Linked DNA regions of Hordeum vulgare: region 1 is linked to region 2. The links are chromatin contacts, called in public Hi-C maps. All regions are on one chromosome and are shown on one strand. The core of a region is the stretch at or near the end of the contact, and the rest is flanking DNA. Distances in the headings are between cores, read along the strand shown.

Region 1 (4,573 bases), core at 730-3,229, 310 kb after region 2:
GAATATTTAAGCCTAATACTGGATATCACATCAACACCTAACATCCAAGTCATAATACCTGGACTGGTTTATACACCGGTCCGGCGTACTTTCAGTGGGCACCACATGCGCATGCTGCAAAGGCTGTTACCTCCTTCACCCATCGATCCATCTTCAGATCAGATACTCACACATTGACCTTGCCATGCCTCTCTGCCATCAACGCCACCACAACGCCACACAACGTCGTCCTCGAGTCCATCGCCACCCATCGAACACCGAGTCTCCACTGCGCCATGCCGCCGAGATTCGCCGCCATCGATGTGTAGGATGAAGCACCGCTCCACCACCTACCAACGCCCAACCACCAAGTCGTCCTCATGTTCGTCCAACCGATGAATGTCTCCAAAGATGAAGCCCTCACGGGGGTGATGACGAAGATATTGCCATCATCCGATCCAGGAGGCCCCTCAACACCTCCAACGAGGGCTATGACACCCATGCGCGTCGCCGTCAATGGTAGCCTCCTCCAGATATGCGGTTTCCCCCGTAAACAATGAAGCGAGGGACGCCCCCATCATCGCCTCCAACGAGCAAAACGACACCCACAGGTGCCGCCGACGATGGTGGTATCCTCACCCACTTCAGCAGCTAGGCCACCATCTCCTCCTCCACTTGATCCGCTGATCCCTTTGGACCAATGATGAAGACAACCAAAGATAGAGGAGGTCATATTGCTGCGTGACCGGCGCCATGACCAAACACACGCCGTCCCGAGGCGCTCGCTCAAGATCCACCATCACAGCCATGCCTCCAAACCGCGATGAAGGGACGCCCCGCCGCCGCCATCATCCCCCCTCACGGGCTTTGCCCAGCCAGGATCCCGCAACAGTGGAAGGGGAGGCGAGTAAATTGCCAAAAACTACCACATTTGGCGCAAATGTGTCCGGTGGCTACCACTTTACGATTATCAGCGAAAAACTATCAAAAATTTGCTAATCCGTTGCTAAAAACTACCAAGATTTGTAACTGTCCATTTTAGCTCGTTTAATCGTTTTTCTAGCAAGCCGGGCCCACATGTCAGATTGACTGTTAGCCGCCCTGCTCGCGCTTCACGGCCATACCGCCGACCTCCGCGCAGCCGTTCGCCGCCGTGACCCCGTCAAGCTCGCCTCCGCAGCCCGCGCTCAGCGTCGCGCCGCCAAGGACCTTGCCGGACTCGCCGCCGCCGTCGCCCGCTGCGTGCCCGTGCATACCCACGCCACCTCCTCCTCCTCGTCCGGGGTCGAGGTAGCGCGAACCGTGGCCCAGGCCTAGATCGAGCAAGGATTCCCGCCGGCCTAGATCACGGCCATGGCCTCCCCTGTTGTGTCCCTTCTAACCACGACGCCACCCCGGTTTCGTTCCCGCCGAGAGATGAGCCGAGGAACTCCAAGACCGACGACCTCTTCTTCCTCTGCTTCCTCTCTGTCGGGCAGAGCGTAGCAGCGTCGAGCCTCGCCATCTCCGTCGGGCCGATCACATCCTCGTCGTCTCCAGCGACCCGTGGTGAGAGACGCCTCCCCTCTCGCTTTTCCCTTGTTATGCATACCGTAGTCGTCGGGTTGCGCCTGTTCGTGAGCAAGCCGCGGCCGCACCGCGCCTTGCCGCACAGCCGCACATCACCGGCCTTCACACCTGCAGTCCCTTCACCTGACCGCACAACCGCACATCACCGGCCTTCACACCTGCAGTCCCTTCACCTGGCCGCGCAGCCGCACGAGCACCCGCAACCTCGCCTTGATGCACGTGGCCACGGGCATCGGCGTCCGTCTTCCTCCAGGTAGCCGCCCTCGCCGACGCGGCCGCGGCCACGTCGTTGGCGTCCTCCTCTGCCACCTCGCCCAAGACAAGACTGACGCTGGTGGGCGGCAAGAGGCCTGCCGGCGGCGGCGAGGACACGCACAGGGACGCACGTAACATGTTCGATGTAATGCACATGAGGGTGGAGAGAGGTGGAAGAAAGGTCTGACGTGTGGGTCCTATCTGTAATAACGGTCAAAGCTAACAGTCAACCTGACCTGTGGGCCCGACTTGCCAGAAAAACAATTAAACGAGCTAAGTTACAAATCTTGATAGTTTTTAGCAACGAATTAATAAAATTTTGGTAGTTTTTCGCTGATAATCGTAAAGTGATAGCCACTGGACACATTTGCTTCAAATATGGTAGTCTTTGGCAATTTACTCGAGGGGAGGCAGAGGGGAGGGGAGTCGTACGGAAGGTGAAGGAGATCGGGTGGGATCTAGAGGGGAGGTGGAGGCGGACAGAGAACTACACATGCTCTTCTTATTTTACAAAAGACAAAGTGTCAAAAACAGAAAACACAATACTAAGACCCTGTTGGGCAACGCTCCGCAGGAGTGGAGTGCTCGGAGAGTCGATTTCTCAATTCCGTAAGACTACAATGGAGACTGCTCCGCTCCGGCCGCTCCGCCGAACTGTTCCGTTCGGCGCCGCTCCGCTCGCTCCAGCAACAGAGTTAACGAGCCGAGTGAATCCGAACAGCTCCTAAGCTCCTGAATTTGCTAGGAGGAAAAATTGCAGCCGGATCCGTCGTCCTTACCTTCAGGATTTACTAGCTCTATACATTCAGACTCCACAATGATGTCCCCAACCTGAATCTTCAGCAAAGCAGAACATCATCCTAACAAACAAAAGCCTCAACGGTGAGGAATTCAGACTCCACAATGATGTCCCCAACCTGAATCTTCAGCAAAGCAGAACATCATGCTAACAAACAAAAGCCTCAACGATGAGGGCATTTGGCATAGTACCATACCAATTTGATTCCGCACCGAATGCTCCGACAGTTCAAGGGCCATCGGATGTTAAAAGACGAGACAAGATCCATCTACGAGGAAATCTGATGGGACAATTGCAAAACGGACCTTGAAGTCTAGCTGGAATGCGCACCCATGGTCTCACTCTTTCTCTGTCCTCTCTCTTGTCAGCCGCGGTACAAATTCCTTCATGTCGCCCTCTTCCTTTTCGACCTCTTCTCTCTCTCTCTCTTTCCTGTACGTGGACGGGATCTCCAGCCTTTCCTCCCTCTACTGTAACTAAGAAGGATCTCGGGTAAAAAAACTGAGCAGACTTTGCACCAGATCATATAAAGCAACTGCGCCTATATGGTTGTGGTTACTCTCACTGTCATGCTATAGCTAATGGATGTCGATGCTACAGCGCTACATGAGTTGACGGTAAAAGTAAGATACATAAACAAAACTTTCATATTAAAAATGCCAGGGTATTAACCTGCTTTTAAAAGAACTAGTTGTCCTCGTGCGTTGCCACGGAATAATAAAAAATATACTAAAAAAATAAATAGTTGAAATGACAAATGTTTGTCGAACACGATGTCATGTAATATCCATTCACACTTGACAACATGATTCTATCTCATGCTCCTTCCTCCTGGACGACAGTTGTGCCTTCATAAAAAGAGGCAGATCCCCGCTCCTTCGTCGCTCCAAGGGGCGACACCAGGACGCCCTCAGCCCAGCCAGGAACAGATGTTCACTACCGCTCTATCATCGTCACCAATGGTCGTCGCTGACGGCAATAAAGGTCAGCTGCAAGAATCAGGCGATCACGGATCTACTTTCCTCTTTTCCATCATCCTCTTCATCCCTGACCTTCGCCTGGATGTGACATGGCACCTGGATCCATCTGCTTTCTCTCATCCCCTCCACCTCTATGTTCCTTGATCACCACTCAGATCTTTCATCCACCAACCCTACTCCTCCTAGCAATGGCAGATGAGTGTCTTTCCTAGATCTACAGCCTACATACCGCACTAGCTAGATCCGCCATGTCTTGCAAAGGACCCACGGCTCCTTGGTTGTGTCGGTGCCTTGCAACAATGTGATTCCTATTTGCTGCATATCGCCTTCTCCTATTGTGCGCTCATCCAAGTCTTGTCGCTGCCAGCATTGAGAAGTGAGGAAAAATTTTAGGGAAAAAACATATTGAAAAGACTAACAAAAGGGACAAACAAAATGACTAAGACTGTCAAAGGAGATAAGGAAAAATGGTAAAAGATTGATGAAAGGTAACAACTGTAGAACGAGAATGAAGGAAATAAACACTAATTTCTTGCAGCGAAAAATAATAATATCTAAAACTCAATTATGTGGAGGGTAAATATGGTCTCTCTTCTACATAACGTCATAACCAAAAGCTAAGAAGCAAGCTTTACCTAAAAAAAACCTAAAAAGCAAAACATGGATTGCTGAAAAAATAGGAGGTTCGCATTTCCCTGAGTACAACCCCGTTATATTATGCCCCTCTCCAAAATTAACCCAAACATGAGCTGATAATCTAGAACAACATTATCCTGGGAGTGACTATTTATTTTTAGCTGAGCCATATTCAGAACCACACATCATGGTAGTATTGTCATGTTTGAACCTTTTTTACATTTGATGTAGAATTCGCATTTTTTTGGCCAAATGTAGCCTTTTGACAGAGACCAAAATAATAGAGAATGATATATTTTCTGTTTTGCATTATTTACACACCAAACACAGAACAAAAAAAAAGTTAATAAGGTCA
Region 2 (4,540 bases), core at 992-3,491:
ACGAGGTAATTTAAAAGAAGGAAAGAGTTTAAAACAAACCTTAAAGTTGTAGATGAAAGCAAAATCAAATCGTAAACTATGAATCCCGAAAATTGGCGTTGTGAACTTATAATCCTGGCCTATTTCAAACCCTAGACATGTTTGTCACACTAGGAATACTACAGTCCCGACCAGGATAACCTCCTACTCTCACAATGAGAATTTGGGTCGGCCCACTATAACACAAAAAGAACTCATGGAATTTTAAAAACGTTCACGTATTTCTAATATTGTTAAGACGTTGAAAATGATCTTTTTCTATTTTTGGCATAAATTAAATTTACTTTTCTATTTTAAAATATATTTGAAATTCTCTTCACTTTTTTTAAGAAACTCTCCGTGTTAGCAAAAAAATCACATTTGTCAAAAAAAGTTCAGAATTTCAACAGTTGTTCACATGCTATGAAAAATGATTCAGATTTTCAAAAATTGTGTCGCATTTTTTATATAATGTTTTTGCAATTTCATAAGTTATTTGTGTTTTGGGAAACACCAAAGCATCGACCTTAGAAAACATATTTTTTGGGCAAGGAAATAATGGAAATGTAAACAACTTTGGAAATGTCTAAACATTTAATAAAGTGTGTGTACTTTTTTGAAAATTCTGAATACTTTAAAAAACAATAATGTTTTAAAAAACAGTCAATTTTTTAGAAAACTAACATTTGCTGGAACGTAATTATTTTAAAACCAGATTTCTTTAAATGTCGTGGCATTTTAAAAACGTATGTACAATGTAAATAATATTTTTGTGACTCAAACAAAAGTTTCGTCCATTAAAAAAATGTAACATTTCACGAATGTTCACGAGTTTCAAAAAATATGGTTGTGACATTTTCAGAAAGAAGTGTATACAATGTATAAAAAATTTGCGTGAGATTAAAAAATGTGGCATGCCCTTACAATAATATACTACGTCCAAAAATACATTTCGTAAGAAGTCCAAAACAAACCTTAAACTTATAGACGAAAGGTAAATCAAATCCTGAACATATAATCCCGGAAATCAACACATCGAACTTTTTAATCCCCGTCTATTTCAAATCCTATGGGTATTTAGCAAGGGCTGGCTGAACATTAGGACAAATTGGGCTGGCCCATTAGCGCAGTCGCTCGCTCGTTCGCACTACTCTGGTTATCTTTCCCTTTTTCTTTTCTGTTTTCTTTGTTTTTTATTTTAGTAAATATAATAAATTCTCTTTTACATTTTCATGATGAAAATACATAATTTTTTAAACTACACGTACCCACTTGTCTTCCTGAATTTTTATTGTGAGGACGGCTAGTGGTTATATATAGCACACGTCGTTAAAAAAGTGCTAGAACTGTTCATATATAAAATCATTCATGAAAAAGTTTAAACATTTCTTCAAACAAAAGGTGAAAAATTCTGAAATAACAACTATAAGTTTTCTAACGTAAATAATTTACGAATTTCCAAAAAGAATGTGACAAGGTAACATTTGGCCAAATACACGTTTTACTTTTTGTTAATCACAATAAACATTTATAAAACTATATGAACATTTCTTACATTGTTTAAACATTTCTTATAATAATCAGGTTTGAAAATGTGTTCCCATATTTTTAAAATATATGTTTTTTGTACTTTTATTTTGCATGTTTTACGGAAAGAAAAAATGCCTCGCGTCTGTTTGCCCCGACCCAGTCGCGGATGCAGCCTTTCGGTACTTTAATACTTCACGTTTCAAGAAAAAATAAATCCCTCAAAAATGAAAAATAAAAAAAACTTGGTTCGTGTATGTTGGGCAGGCTCAGTCACAACCACATATAACAATCCTGAAATTTGAGCTGCCACATCGAGAATTCCTGTTTGATAACGCTCTCAAGGTTTAAAATAGACCGGAATCGAACAGTTAAATGTGTCAATTTTCGGTATTACAAGTTCAGGATTTAATTTAACTTTCGTTTATATGTTTGTTTTGGACATTTTTCCTTTCCATAATGAGACTAAAATACCACGAGGTGCACACAGAGCAATTAAGCACGGCTTGGCTTCTAACACTGGCCGAAAAATTAGTCACATACTACATCCTACTGCAAAAGAAAAAAATATATCATACTTGATCAAAGTACAACGATGGATATAGGCATACAGCCCCACGCACGGGCTACGGCAGCTGTGGCCTGTGGTCTCCATGTAGATGGATCTGGATGGGTCGGACCACCGTACCATGCCGGAGTGGCTTATAAATCAGTGATTTGACGGGTTCCTGTTTATTGCAGGCACGTGCCTCATGGGTAGGTGGATGGAGTGGACAGCACCCATCTTCTAGAACGCCAGCAGCGAAACTAGGCTTGGCAAGCATGCAGTTAGGGATGGACGGGATGGGAAGTGTGTCCCATTTAATCCCATTTATTATCTAATAGTTTAATATATTTTTTGAGGAAAATAAACTACGAAGTTAAAAAAAGCTAAACAAATGAGACTTGTGGCTGCCATTTATTTGCCATTTACATCTCTATTAGTACCGTTCTTTTCCAACACTAGCTGCAGGGCATTGGTTTCTTTTCTCGTGCCGACCGCCCAAATGGCCAAATCCCCTACTATTACAACCAGCCAGGCACAGGCAGCGGCAAAAAAACAAAGGCCGGCGTCGCGGTCGATCGAGCCGGGAATATCCTGGCGGGATACACTACACCCCATCCGTCCAGAAGGTCGGCACCGAGGAGATTGCGAGCCAATGCGCGCAGCAACCGTACCTGCGGTGCGTTCAAGAAACAGCGCGCTAGCGGCTAGCCCGTAGTCGTCGTCGCTGCCGAAACGGACAAAGTGCATACCGCGACTAAGCGTGAGGCGGGTGAGGCACCTCGGCGAGGAGTCGTCTGATCGGGCAAGGAACCTTTGACTATGCGTCATTGCTGACCCGCACGGCGGTGGCGGCGCCACCTTAGGGGCCACGTTGGTCGGCCGCCCCGGATAGATGGAAAGAAGTATACAGAAAAATACGGAGTAGGATTCATTGTACATGTGCTATCACAGATAATGATCGAACGGCCTCGTTGTACATGGGCTAGCACAAAACCCGAACGCTAGCAGCTTAAGGCAACCTCCTACGTACGATCCTAAGACGATGACATTTCGTTCGGATTTTATTCGTGTGGGATGTATTTAGAGTGGCAAATGGACATTCGTGTTTGATCCGTCGTGCGTGCATCCAACGTAGCACATCCATCCCAAATTTGGTTCAGCTTTGTTCGGCTCGGTTATTTTTCCAACACATCAAGGCCGCATCACTACTAAAATAAAGTTTATAAATAAAACCTTAACAATAGCGCAGAAAAGGTGGACACCTCTAGCTACTTAGTAGTAGCGCGTGTGACGAACATGCGCTACAAGTAGGAATATGTTAGTAGGGCGTGCCGCTGACCCGAGGCTATTGCTGAGTTGTTCATCGTCATCCATCGGGGCTGCCCATAGTAGTAGCGTTTGACTAAAATCAAAGCTATTACGGGATACGTAGCAGTAGCGTGTGTGTGTGACCCGCCGCTACCAGTATGTTCGTACGGTGTCAGTAGATGAACCCCACTTAACAGCAGCGTCGGACACCAACACACTCTACTGCTGTATAGGCCCTGTTTGGATTCATGGGTTGGCGTTAGAGTTGGTTAGATTGGACCGAACTAACCCCCAAACATTCAAACAGAAGGGTTAGAGTTGGTTAGATGCATCTAACCCACACAAAAGAACTAACCCATCCTAGAGGTGCTTATTTGGGTTAGAGTTTGGTGGAGCCCAGAAAAGGTTGCTTTTCCCTCTACCTCAACCACACGAAATCCTCGATAAAGGACCCAAATGATTGGAAAAAGTGCATTTATTAACAATCTAACCCTACCATCCAAACACCTTTTTGGTTATTGTTAGTTCAGGGTTAGTCTAGAGTTAGAATCTAACTCTAACATCTAACTCGGTTAGAGTATCCAAACATGGCCATAGCTTAGAAGTAGCGTTCTTAGCCGTCCCACGCTACTTTTAATTTATCTAGTTATCTTCTTCTCCGTGCCTCACTTCCTCCCTCTCAACTCCCTCTATCTTCACTATCTTCCTCGCACCGACGCTCCCTCATCCCGGCCGTCCTCCAAACGCGACGGTGTTGGAAATATGCCCTAGAGGCAATAATAAAATGGTTATTATCATATTTCCCTGTTCATGATAATCGTCTATTGTTCATGCTATAATTGTATTAACACGAAACAGTAATACATGTGTGAATAAATAGATCACAATGTGTCCCTAGCAAGCCTCTAGTTGGCTAGCTCGTTACTCAATAGATGATCATGGTTTCCTGATCATGGGCATTAGATGTCATTGATAACGGGATCACATCATTGGGGAGAATGATGTGATGGACAAGACCCAATCCTAAGCGTAGCACTAGATCGTATTGTTCGTATGCTAAAGCTTTTCCAATGTCAAGTATCTTTTCCTTCGACCGTGAGATTGTGCAACTCTCGGATACCGTAGGAGTGCTTTGGGTGT

What was found. Hi-C and Micro-C count contacts between places; a contact is called where the count stands out from the background.
Region 1: a Hi-C map of seedling shows a contact between it and region 2, with 6 times the contacts expected there. The contact joins two enhancer-like sites. A contact is called at or near these places in 3 of 6 Hi-C or Micro-C datasets (leaf and seedling) and 1 of 1 datasets of contacts at active chromatin or transcription factors (embryo).

What each region holds. Positions count from the first base shown.
Region 1 is chr6H:166,095,487-166,100,059 of MorexV3_pseudomolecules_assembly, forward strand. No RefSeq gene overlaps it. Among protein-coding and RNA genes, the nearest start is that of LOC123404715, 110 kb to the left of the region's middle. Within about 2 kb of position 1,980, at least 3 of the 3 cell types and tissues checked have open chromatin away from gene starts, as enhancers often do. A contact at or near this core is called in leaf and seedling, where this site is marked.
Region 2 is chr6H:165,782,565-165,787,104 of MorexV3_pseudomolecules_assembly, forward strand. No RefSeq gene overlaps it. Among protein-coding and RNA genes, the nearest start is that of LOC123404715, 200 kb to the right of the region's middle. Within about 2 kb of position 2,242, at least 3 of the 3 cell types and tissues checked have open chromatin away from gene starts, as enhancers often do. A contact at or near this core is called in leaf and seedling, where this site is marked.